Linked DNA regions of Mus musculus: all the other regions are linked to region 2. The links are chromatin contacts, called in public HiChIP or PLAC-seq and promoter capture Hi-C maps. All regions are on one chromosome and are shown on one strand. Each heading gives the region's core, a stretch centred on a gene start, on an enhancer-like site or on the middle of the called end of the contact. The rest is flanking DNA. Distances are from core to core; before and after follow the strand shown.

What was found. Promoter capture Hi-C pulls out the DNA fragments that hold promoters and counts their contacts. HiChIP or PLAC-seq counts read pairs in DNA pulled down with a chosen protein or histone mark.
Region 1: a contact with region 2 is called in an H3K27ac HiChIP or PLAC-seq map of large pre-B cells, with 5 times the contacts expected there. The contact joins the promoter of Lhfpl1 here to the promoter of Alg13 in region 2. A contact is called at or near these places in 2 of 39 promoter capture datasets (pre-B cells and second pharyngeal arch cranial neural crest) and 1 of 115 datasets of contacts at active chromatin or transcription factors (large pre-B cells).
Region 3: a contact with region 2 is called in a promoter capture Hi-C map of liver, with 3 times the contacts expected there. The contact joins the promoter of Tmem164 here to the promoter of Alg13 in region 2.

What each region holds. Positions count from the first base shown.
Region 1 is chrX:145,346,948-145,350,410 of GRCm38.p6, reverse strand. It overlaps Lhfpl1 (lipoma HMGIC fusion partner-like 1), which reads left to right and starts at 1,472. Exons shown (of 4, transcript NM_178358.4): 1 at 1,472-1,616.
Region 2 is chrX:144,315,357-144,319,230 of GRCm38.p6, reverse strand. Alg13 (asparagine-linked glycosylation 13) reads right to left here and starts at 1,265. Exons shown (of 4, transcript NM_026247.3): 1 at 1,110-1,265. The coding sequence starts at 1,190. It overlaps Gm33235 (a long non-coding RNA gene), which reads left to right and starts at 1,250. Exons shown (of 2, transcript XR_878274.2): 1 at 1,250-1,642; 2 at 2,364-3,874.
Region 3 is chrX:142,679,667-142,683,386 of GRCm38.p6, reverse strand. Tmem164 (transmembrane protein 164) reads right to left here and starts at 1,661. Exons shown (of 7, transcript NM_001199360.1): 1 at 1,448-1,661; 2 at 438-1,096. The coding sequence starts at 824.

The sequences.
Region 1 (3,463 bases), core at 223-2,722, 1.0 Mb before region 2:
AATATATCAAACTACTAATTCCTTTAGTTTTGCCTTGTGTACTTTTGCTGTAAGATGCAGAAATACAAGATTGCTAGTGCTCAGAGCATACTTTTGAAGGCAATCAGGAAGCATCAATATTTGGGATCCACTAAGACTGTTCTGTTAAGTCTTCTTCCTTATAACTTAGTTCGAGTCAAGTTCCTTTTTCACAAGGCATCTAGACTGAAGGGGAAATAAGAGCCACACGCAGAAGTGCACAATAGAGATGATGATAGGTCTCCAAAAAGAAGTAGAGTGTGCCAGGGATACTCATACCTGAGAGATGATATTATCCCGGGGCAGAGCATCAGACAAGGTTCATTCCTTTTCAGATCACTCAGTTTGTTTTCCAAGTGGAAAAGGGCAGTTCCTGTGCTGTTAGATAAGTTGGGCACTGATGTTTGGCTCTACTCCTATTTCAATAGGTATTACTTCCCTTTCAATGTATGGCTTGAGTAAGTTCTTAGGGTTTTGTTTGTTTTCACGATCATCTAGCTAGGTAACTCAGGTTAGCATTGAACTTGTGATCTTCCTGCCTCAGGCTCTGGCACACTGGGATTACAGTTGTGTGCCACTACACGTAGTTCTTCATCATTTTGTGTCTTTTAATTTTACATATTATTATTCCTGTTTGTGTGAAACCTATGTGAGTATGAATATGGGCACGTACATGCCAGAGCATGTTTATGGGGTTCGGAGCACAACTTTCAAGAATCTGTTCTCTCCTTCTACCATAGGGTCTGAGGAGCAAACATGGGTCTTGAGGTTGTGTAGAAAGCACTTTGATACATGGACATAAATCTCTCCAGTCCTCAGTTGTTTTCTTAAAGGTCAGGTTGTGTTAACAGAGTCACAAATTTCTCTATCAGAGTATTATTTTCCCCAAAACAATAGATAACAGTTTGAGGGAAAATTCTATTCTCTCAGTCTACCACCCTCTGCCCCAGAGTGCCTAATACTTGTGGTCGAGATTATTTGGGTGTTCGGGGAAAAGTTAGGGAGAACCTCTGTTCCACAGCTGCCATTCAGCAAGTGAGGAAGAGACATAGAGTGGCTACACACACACACACACACACACACACACACACACACACACACACACACACACACAGGGCGGAGGGGGAAGCAGAGAGAGAGAAGGAGAGAAAGGGGGAAGGTGGAGGGAAGATGGGAGGGAGGCAGACAGAGGAGACAGAGGCAGACATCTACACACACACACACACACACACACACACACACAGAGAGAGAGAGAGAGAGAGAGAGAGAGAGAGAGAGAGAGCCAGCCCTTGGCAGCTGGGATGTGGGTGGTGAAAGGGTGAGAGCCCAGTGCTAGCTGAGCTGGTTTCTGCTTCAAGTGCCTGCATGTCAGAGGGTGAGTTTGAAGCCTCCAGCGTAGTTGGAGTTAATTCCCATTAAGCTGGACTCCTCCCCTCTCTCCCAAAGGTAAAGCAAGGTTTTCAGGCATCACTGCAAAGAGCAACTGGGAATCCCATCCCTGTCTGACAAGCTGTGAGAAGTTCTTATTTTCTCTCTCTCTCTTCTCAAATCTGAACCAGGCGAAAGGGAACAAGTCAATCAGCCTTCGTGGTTAGAAGGTAAATATGCAGCTTGGGCAAATGCAACTGAAGCAGCTGGAAGAGACCCCTGCTTTGCTCTCCCCTTGCTCAGCCCTTCTTGCCTGCTTCCTTTCTCAGGCTTCCTGTCCTTTCATGTCAAAGCGCAAAGAAGTTGGTTTTCTTCCCAAGGGCAGCCTGCTGTAGTTTTACTTCCTCATAGTTGGTTGTTTGCCTAGTCTTATGAGGGGATCAGTGCTGGTTTCTTATTTCATATTGACAAGGTTTGAAGACCTAAGGGTTAAGAGCAAGCTGTGTTCCCCCAAGGGACTTGGTAACCTGAGGAGAGGAAGGCAGACTTTCCCTGGGAGTAGAGGGAGGGATTTTGTTCTGACTTGTCTATCCAAGTAAAAAACGGATCTGATTTCCCGATGTGGTAGGGCAATGTCTTAGACTCGCTTAAATTGAAATTACAGGACTGAAACAAGAATCAGGTTAAACTAATGTGCAGATGTTGAGGTCAGTAGGGCTGGAGTTAAATCTTGGCATTCATTTGGTAGCTGTGAGTTCCTACTATGTGCCACATGTGATTTACAAGGAAGCTGAAAGGTGTTAATTATTAATCCATGCTAAGAAAGAACACTTAGCCAAGTGGTTTTATTTTTTGGTGGGAAAGAAAAATAGAAGCCCAGGAGCAACAACTGTTAGAGGGGATTCAAGGAGACAGGATGGCGTGGGAGAGGGCTGATTTTCTTCTGAGTAACATCAAATTATCTCTATTATTCAACAATGCTGTCTTCTTTGCTAGCATGGAAAAGAATTTATACCAACCCTGTTGTTATGTAATATATACCATGTATGATATGGTTTACTTGTATTTCATGCCATTGTTTCCAGTGAAATAGAAACCCAAAGGGTTGAAGTGATTTCCCCCCACCACACCCCATATTCACACCACTTTAAGGGGAAGACTTCAGGAGTCTGCATCATATTTGACTCCAAAATCTCACTCATTTCCACTAAATGAGTATTCCCTCTTCAGTCCTGAGTTTCCATCAGAAAAATTGCAATTTCTCATGAACTCAAGTTTGGTGAATCTGAGGAGGGAGGGAGGGAGAGAGAGTGAGTGAGAGCGAGGGAGTGAGAGAGAGAGAGAAAGAGAGAGAGAGAGAGAGAGAGAGAGAGAGAGAGAGAGAGAGAGAGAGAGATCACAATTTCTACTTTGAAAAAGCATCTAGAGTGATTTTGATGCAGGGGAGTTAGAGAGCTCTTCATTCAGAGACTTTTTTTTTCCTGTGCCATGCAGCATCCTAGCTATTTTGAACTGAGTGCAAAACCATTTCACCTGCCTTCTAGTTAGCTGTGGTGGCATTTTATTCTGAGGACCTGGAATAGAAGGTTCACTGCATAGCAATAGCATGGTGTAGTTATGAACCTAAAGGTGGTGGAAAATGCATGCCTTTCCAATCATTCATTCCCTTGTCGCTAAGGCTTTATCCTTATCTTGAAAGAGCAACTGAGGGGCAGCTTAGAATGGCCTGATAGTCTGTGGGAAATTCCCTACACAAACAGACCACCACTGAAGATAGGGCACTGGGATTCTGTGCAACTAGATTCCTCTCTGTTTGATAAAGCATAGACAGATAAGTGTTCAGGAAGTGGCATTTTAGGATCAGGAGAAGCCCATATGGAATTTAGGGAAGTCACCTGAGTTACATTTTCTTTTTAAAAAAATCTATGTATTTTATATATGTAAGTACACTCTAGCTGTCTTCAGACACACCGGAGGAGGTAATCATATCCTGTTATAGATGGTTGTAAGCCACCATATGGTTGCTGGGAATTGAATTCAGGACCTCTGGAAGAGCAAGCAGTTAGTGCTCTTAACC
Region 2 (3,874 bases), core at 16-2,515:
GCGAGGAGGGGGTCTCGAGCCAAGGTGTCACGGGGCCACCTGTGGCGCGCGAGGAGGGGGGTCTCGTGTCACGGGGCCACCTGTGGCGCGCGAGGAGGGGGGTCTCGAGCCAAGGTGTCACGGGGCCACCTGTGGCGCGCGAGGAGGGGGTCTCGAGCCAAGGTGTCACGGGGCCACCTGTGGCGCGCGAGGAGGGGGTCTCGAGCCAAGGTGGCGCTAGGCAACCCTTTTACCGGCCTGGAGACGTGGGCCTGAAGCACTAAAGGGCAACCAACCATTACCAGCCCGAGGATGGAGGGCGTGGACCGAGGTGCTGCAGGGAAAACCAATACCACCACGAGGGGGCTGGGGGGGGGGTCGCCCACACACAGACCCTGCAGGGCAGAACCGCGTCCCGCCTGAGAGGGGGGCGCCTCGCGGACAGAGGCACAGTGAGGGAAAACCGTTTGCCATCCTAGAGGAAATGGGGGGTCGTGGGCCAAGGCCTTACGGTCGGTGGGAAGGAGGGGGAAACATTAACGGCTTAAGGGGATGGGGTCAGCGCCAGCGCCTCAGAGCAACCTGTTCCCTGGTGGAGGGGCTTAAGTGGGGGAGTCGCGGACGAAAGGGCCGCCAGCAAAACCCCTGACTGGCCTGAGAGGGTGGGAAGTCACAGACAGGGGCGCCAAGGGGCCCGACAGAGCTTCGGGGAGGGACCGAGCCACGGAAGCCAGACGTGGAAGTAGTCGAGGCCCGGGGAGGAGGCTCCGGGAGGCGCAAGGGCTGAGAGGAGACCCAGCAGGGGCGGTGCTGGAGAGAGGCCGTGGGGAGACGGGAGTCGCAGGGAGAGAGTGCCAAGGGACACATGACAGTCGTGGGGGAACGCCGTGGGAGGGCCAGTGAGGTCGCATGAAGGGGCTGAAGCGGGAGGGAGAAGAAACGGCGGGGTGGGGGACTGGCGGAGCCGTGGGCTAGGGCACAGCAGAGCAGGAGCCACAGCCGCCAAGCTTCCTTTCAGCTCCCCCGGCGCCTCGGGAAGGCGAGCAGAGCTTAAAGCGGCCAGCACCAAGCAGCCCGAGCTGCCCGCCGCCCGCCGCCCGCCGCCCGCCGGCCGCCCAGCCCCGACTCACCTGAACGCAGTCGTTAGCGACCACCCGTGCGACGAGCTCGTCGAAACTGGTGGTCCCGACAGTCACAAACGCTCTCTTCATCGCGCGGGTTCCAGATTCGGAATTGCGGGAGCGGATGTGACGTCAGGCGGCTCGCACCAATGCCAGAGGGGAAACGGGAGGTGGGGGGAGGAGGCGGAAGTCCATGGCGTGCGGCACGCTGCCTTTGGGAATGCGTCCGGGAGAGGCGGAAAATTCGACTCGCTAGGGCGCTCCCTCCTTCCCCAGCACTACCAAGCAGTAGTGGGTGAAGCGCTTCAGGCATAGAGCCTGCGGGTTGTCCGAGTCCCAGCATGGCCGGCAATGCTTTATACCCTTTGCAGGTAGCGCAGGTGTTAGCTATCAAAAAGTATGGAAACTTGCCAAGTGCAATTTCTGTCGACTGAGAAAAAGGAGACACCCTGAACACCTACTAAACAGTGTTTAAGTACCGCAAATCTTGCCCTGATAAGTCTGAGATGTTCCTGTGACAACATAAACGTCCACTACTCTTGGTTCGTATGAGCCTTTTGCAATAAGAATAGCTCTTGTCAGGCAAACCTTACTAGATCTTTGAGGTGCACTTTTAGCCCTGGCATAGTAGTTCACGAGTCAAGAGGACTGATTGCTGGGAGCTCCAAGTCAGCAATAGATAGATAGATAGATAGATAGATAGATAGATAGATAGATAGATAGATGATAGGCAGGTAATGAAGACTTAGAAAAAAAAGATAAACATTCAGCTACAGTAAATGATATTGGACTGTTTTGTTTTAGCTCTGCTGTGAAAGTAAGGAAGTGAGGTTTTATTTGATGCATTTATTTTGGATAGTTTTTTAAAGACAGTGTATCCGGTAGCCCAGGCTGACTTAGAATTCCCTATATAGCTCAGGATGACCTTGATCTGGTAAACTGGCCTGGCAGCGTCACAACTATGGGTTCTTGGGATTGGTTTTTTGTTTTTTGTTTTTTAATCTTTTTTTTCTTTTGTTATTTTTTTAATTTTCTTTGGATTGGTGTTTTAATGGACTGTAATAAACAATAACAAGCTGTAACACTACTTGGGTGATCAGAGGCTGGGGGAAATGATTTTTTTTACTTAATACTCTTCATGGACCAAGTATTATGGTAGATAAATCTCGTCTCATTTTGTCAGACATTGTTTTGGTGCTGTTAGGAAGAGCTAGTGCTTAGATGAGCTGAAGTGTCATAATGTTGATATTTTTCTTTTAACAGGACCTCAAGATTTCTGAAATTCCTAAATTATATTACTTTGTTTTATCCAATCTACTTCCATCTATGCTAGCATGCAACAAAGATCCTGCTCTCTGAGCCAGGGAAATGGCAGCTTAGATGAAAGCACCGGTATCTAAGCCTCACGACCTGACTTCATCCCCAGGACCCATGTGATGGGGGTAGGAAACCAACTCCTATAAGTTGTTTTCCAGCCTGAGACATGCTCAACATAGCGCATGCACCACCCCCATAGAGAATCAAATACTTAAAGGTAACGCACGTGTTTTAAATTGTTCTTTATCAGCTCCGCACAGTAGCACACAGCTGTAATCAAGTTACCCAAGATTGGATGAGAGCCTCAGCCAGGTAACCAGACCAACTAAGCTAAGCCACCCACCAATATTCAATAAGTCGACTATAGAGCTAAGTAGACTTGGACCAAAAGCAGCTGAGGTATCTATCTGGTGGTGGAACAATATGACTGCACACCGCAGTGGTGACCAGCTCCACTTTCTTGAGAGCCATCTACAAGGACAAGAGAAGCAGCAGTCCCTGCTCTCCCAACCAACAACAGTGAGGTCTTCATGCCTGCTCACCCAAGAGGAGAAGGTGGTGTCCATTTACTAAGCCTGCCAGGGCATGGAGTGACCTCTGCAGCCAAGTGAGCCATGTGAAGGAGTCAGGAGGGGAGGGGCTCCAGCTCCAGCCTGAAAACCTTCAAACCTAGCTGAAGCTGCGAAACATGTCAAGCGTTTCACATTTGCCAAGCCCGTAAGTGCCTGCCCAGCCCCCACCCCCATCTACATGCAATTTTAGTTTCCTCCCGAGGATACAGGGATACAGGGAGTGGAGTCTGCTCTATCCAGCAGCAAAACCCAAAGCCAGCAAGACTGATGCCCGATGGCCTCCTTTCCTCTCCCAGAATCCCAAACTGTCTGTCCGTGTTCCCGGGGGAGGAGGCTGATCCGCACCAGCCTTAGTCTTTTTCCCTTAGCAAGCTCTACCTTGGACGGTGACTAACCTTGCTTTTGTCCCAGGGGTCATGATCCCAAAGCCCTCTGTTCTGTCTTGCCACTGAACGTCCCCAATTTCCCTGTCCCTGGTCACTTCAGACGAACGAGGGAGAAGAGGAGCCTCAGTCTCTCTGGGTGTTTGTACTAGCTGGCTTTGTCCTTGAGAGAACCGGAATGTAGCACATAAGCGGACCCCCTCAGCATCCATTGGAGTACCCCACCCTGCCACTCAGTGGAAAAGGGGAAACCCTGTGTGGATGAAATTATGAGTGGGTGTGTGTTGTTGACAAAGTGTCGGCCAAACTTCAGACCCAAGGGAAAAGTATCCCAGCACTTGAGGCTCAGAGGGATAGCAAAGTGTGACTGTTGGTAGTGAGTGCAGAAAATGTCCTCTGGAGCTTTCTTCCCATAGATGTTTAAGGTCTGACGACTGCCAGTGCTGATCCTGAATGAGTAAACAGCTCTGGAAGCCTATCTGTGTGGTTCTGGTGACTGGAG
Region 3 (3,720 bases), core at 412-2,911, 1.6 Mb after region 2:
AAAACTATTCCCCCCAATGTACCACAGTGGAGACAAAGAAGCTTGTGTGACCACCACCTCCAGGAAAGCCTGTCACCAGGCCCCTTGGGAAACTACTACAAAAGGCAGGAGTGCTGGCCATGCGCCACAGATGTGATCCTGAATGGTCACCTAGCTGGGGCTGGACTTCCTGCTGGTGAAAAGGCCAGGCCCCAGCAGAGCTGAGATGGGAGGGGCATGGGGCTCCAAGTGCAAGTCATTTCTAGGGTTCACCTCCACTGTGGGGCTGACCTGTTGTGCAATGCTGAAGTTTACTAGCACAAAAGCGGATGCTGGTTGGAAAAGCATTTGTAAGGGTCCCACTTCCCACGGGAACGAAGTGCTCTACACACCAGTGTCCTGAGCACGCTAATGACTCTTATCACTTAGGCTGCCCAGGAAAAAGTCAACAGACTCACATGCATCATGGTGACCAGGTGACAAGGGTTGAGCAGGTAGATGACGGTCTTGGTGGCGAACTTAAAGCCCACCTCCACCCCGAAGATCAGGCACAGGGCTACTAAGAGCAGATTCTTGCTCAGGCTCTCCTTGCCTTCCTCTGGCCGCTGGGTCACCTGCTGTGGCTGGCTGCTACGGCCACCCCTACCGTCCTCCTTCTGCCTCAGGATGTGCCGCAGGGCCACCAGGATCTCCAACAGGGCCAGGGTCAGGACCACCACACTTTCCAGCAGCCGCTGCTGCCAAGACAGGAAGGCAGCACAGTCGGGGCCCCCATTGCCTGCAAAACTGGGGTCGACGCCCCCATAGAGCCAGTCCAGGAGACTTTGGTAGCTATACCGGGACATGATGCAAAGTGGCTCCACTTGACTACGGTACAGGAAGCAAGAGCGAGATGGAACACGAGACCGAAGGGTTGCCCGGGCGGTGGAACATGTAAGGAGGGCACACCCGCACCCCCCTCTGGACACTGGGGCACCTAGAACAGGGGAGGGAAAGCTACACGCGAGGCCCGGGATAAAGTGCTGGCTCTAACTTGTCCCCACGGCTGTCTGGGGAGCCCCCCGCGCTTCTCCAGTGGCCACCAACGAGGCAGGGTTGAAAGGAGCCGTTGGCCAATCTAAAAGGAAGGAGAGGAAAAAAAGGTCTCAAAGAGGCAATTGCACGGGAATTAACGAAGCGGGGAGGGGTAACTAGTGAGGGAAGAAAAGGGGAACGGGAGTGGTGGCCAAGCAAGCACGGGTGAAGGCAAGTTGGAGGCCAAGAGGGTCAGGACTGGGACCTAGGGGGCCCGGCACTAGGCACTGCCGAGGGAGCCAAGCGGGAGGCAGAAGGGGGTGAGAGAGAGAGGGGACACGCGGAGGCTAGGAGAGAAGCTAGCAGGGCTGGGCAGGCGGGGAGGGCGACGGGGAGGGCAGGGACGCCGGACTCCTCGTCTCAGCCACTCCACGAGAGGGGGGGGGGGTCTTACTCCTGCAACCGCGTGGCCGTCTCTGCCCCCAGCTAGCAACTTCGCCGCCGACGGGGCCCCCTCTCCAGCCAATTTAGAGCAGTCCCGGTCCAGCCTCCCGCCCCTGGGTACACCCCCGAACCCCCAGCTCCACCCCCCCTGGCCCCTCACGCCCGCCCTCCGGGCCAGCGCCACCCTCAGCCCTCCGCCTGCTCCGGACCAGCCCCCCAGGCGCAGGCGGGCGGCGGGAGGAAGCCGAGAGGGAGGGCGGGGACGCGGGGCCAGCCAGGGGCCGGGCCATGGGGCCGCCACCCTCCGCCCCGCCGCCACCGCTCCATCTTCCCGCTCCTCCTCGTCCGGCCCCCCGAGGACTGGCCGCCGAGTCCCCCTGGGGCTCCACTCACCCGCTGCTCGGCTCCGCTGCCCGGGCTCCACCGAACTCTCCGTCTCCCCTCACTCCCCGCAGCCCCAGGCGGCACTCGGCTGGGCTCCCCAGGCGGCCGCAGCAGCAGCAGCAGCCGCCACCGCCGCCGCTCCGGCTCCTCCTCCTTGCCTTCCTCCCCCGGCAGCCGCCGCTCGCTTCCTCCGGTTTCCCCTCCCTCTCTCCACCCCCTCGTCGCCAACTCCCTCCACCTTCGGCCCTCCTCCCGTCCACTTCACCCCCTCCCTACACACACACACACACACACACACTCCTCCGATCCACTTCACTCCCTCCCTACACACACACATACACACACACACACACACACATACACACGTCTTCAAGCCACCACTGCCCCGCCTCGCAGCCTTCCCTCCACAGCCTACCCACTTCGTCCTCGCTTCCCACCTCCTGCCCTGCTTCCTCTCTGCTCCCCACCCCACCCCACCCCACCCCCGCCCCCACCCTGCTACCCTCGGAGGCCCCATCCCCGCCTCTTTCCTCCTCCTTCTCCAGCCTGGTCTTCTGCACTCCAAGCGTGCACTCGCGCACAGTTTTGCTCTTTCGCCACTGTGACTGAATTCACCTCCCCACCTAAGCCTGGCGGACTAACTCCTCCGTTGACCTGGTTCTCGGGCCACTACTTTGCATACCTGACCACATACTGGGCACTCAGCCGGTCCTCGCTAACTTCTAGGAGTAAGGCTGTGAAACTGATGGACAGGCTTTAGCTTGGGGAGTGTGCTGAGTATGGACTTCCTGCTTCCTCCCTTCGGCCTTGAAATGGGAGATTCAAAAAAAAAAAAAAAAAAAGACCATAAAAGTATTGCTCACCTTCTTGTCACAGCCTCACTTTCTTCTTGAGTGCCTAAATTTGAGGATTTCTCCTCGGACTCCTTCTAACCCAGCTCTGATGCTTTTCTCTCTCTCCCCCCTCCCCCCACCCTACACAAACCTTGCTGGCTCTCTCCCTCCTTCCCTCCTGCCGTCCTTCTTCCTCTCCGCCCCCTTCCGACCACAGCGAACCTTCAGTGATAGACTTGGTGGAGGAAAAGAAGATTCTCCTGACCTCTTTCCCTCCCCACCCCCGTCCCCCACCCGCAGAGAGAGACAGAGACAGAGACAGAGAGACACAGAGAGCGAGAGACAGAGAGAGCGCAGCTGCTTCCTAACCCCACCTTGGAAAGAACAGCCAGGAAAAGTGAGCGCTAGCTGGGTCCAGGGGGCCCCCTCTTCTCTGACGCTCTCTACCTCGTGGCTGGGCTGGCTCCTCTAAGGGCCGGTAATTAAGGAAAGAACTACTCAGAATGTACCTCATATTGGTTTAATATTTATTGCAGACTCGCATACGTTAGAAGAATATCCAGAAAAACCACAGTTAGGTACCTTGCTTAGGAAACACTTTCTGATGTCGACTGTAAGCCAGTCTTAAGATGTAAACTACAGTCTCCTGGATTATCAGGCCGATACCTTCCCATCCTTTGCAACCTAACAAATACAGCCAGGCAAGCTTGTCTGACTTTAAGCTTTTTGAAGCATCCACCAAAGGCAGGATGTTTTTCAAGAGGCTAACTAATAAAGAATGGCCAGGAACAAGATCAGTTCAGAGGCACTCACTTGGCCCTCCTTAGGCGGTTTTGTTGTTGTTGTTGTTGTTGGTTTTTTGGGGTTTTGTTTTGTTTTGTTTTTTCTGAATCTCGGCTGTATGACCAAAGAACAAAGTGAGGGGGCTCCGAGCACAGGAATGTAGCATCTGGAGGCCTCAAGTTCCTTATCTTTGAAGAAGGATGACAATATAGCTCATAGGGTTTTGCTCGTTCAAATGAGTTGACTTCTGTAAAACATTATTTCCTGTCTGTCACGTGGAGCG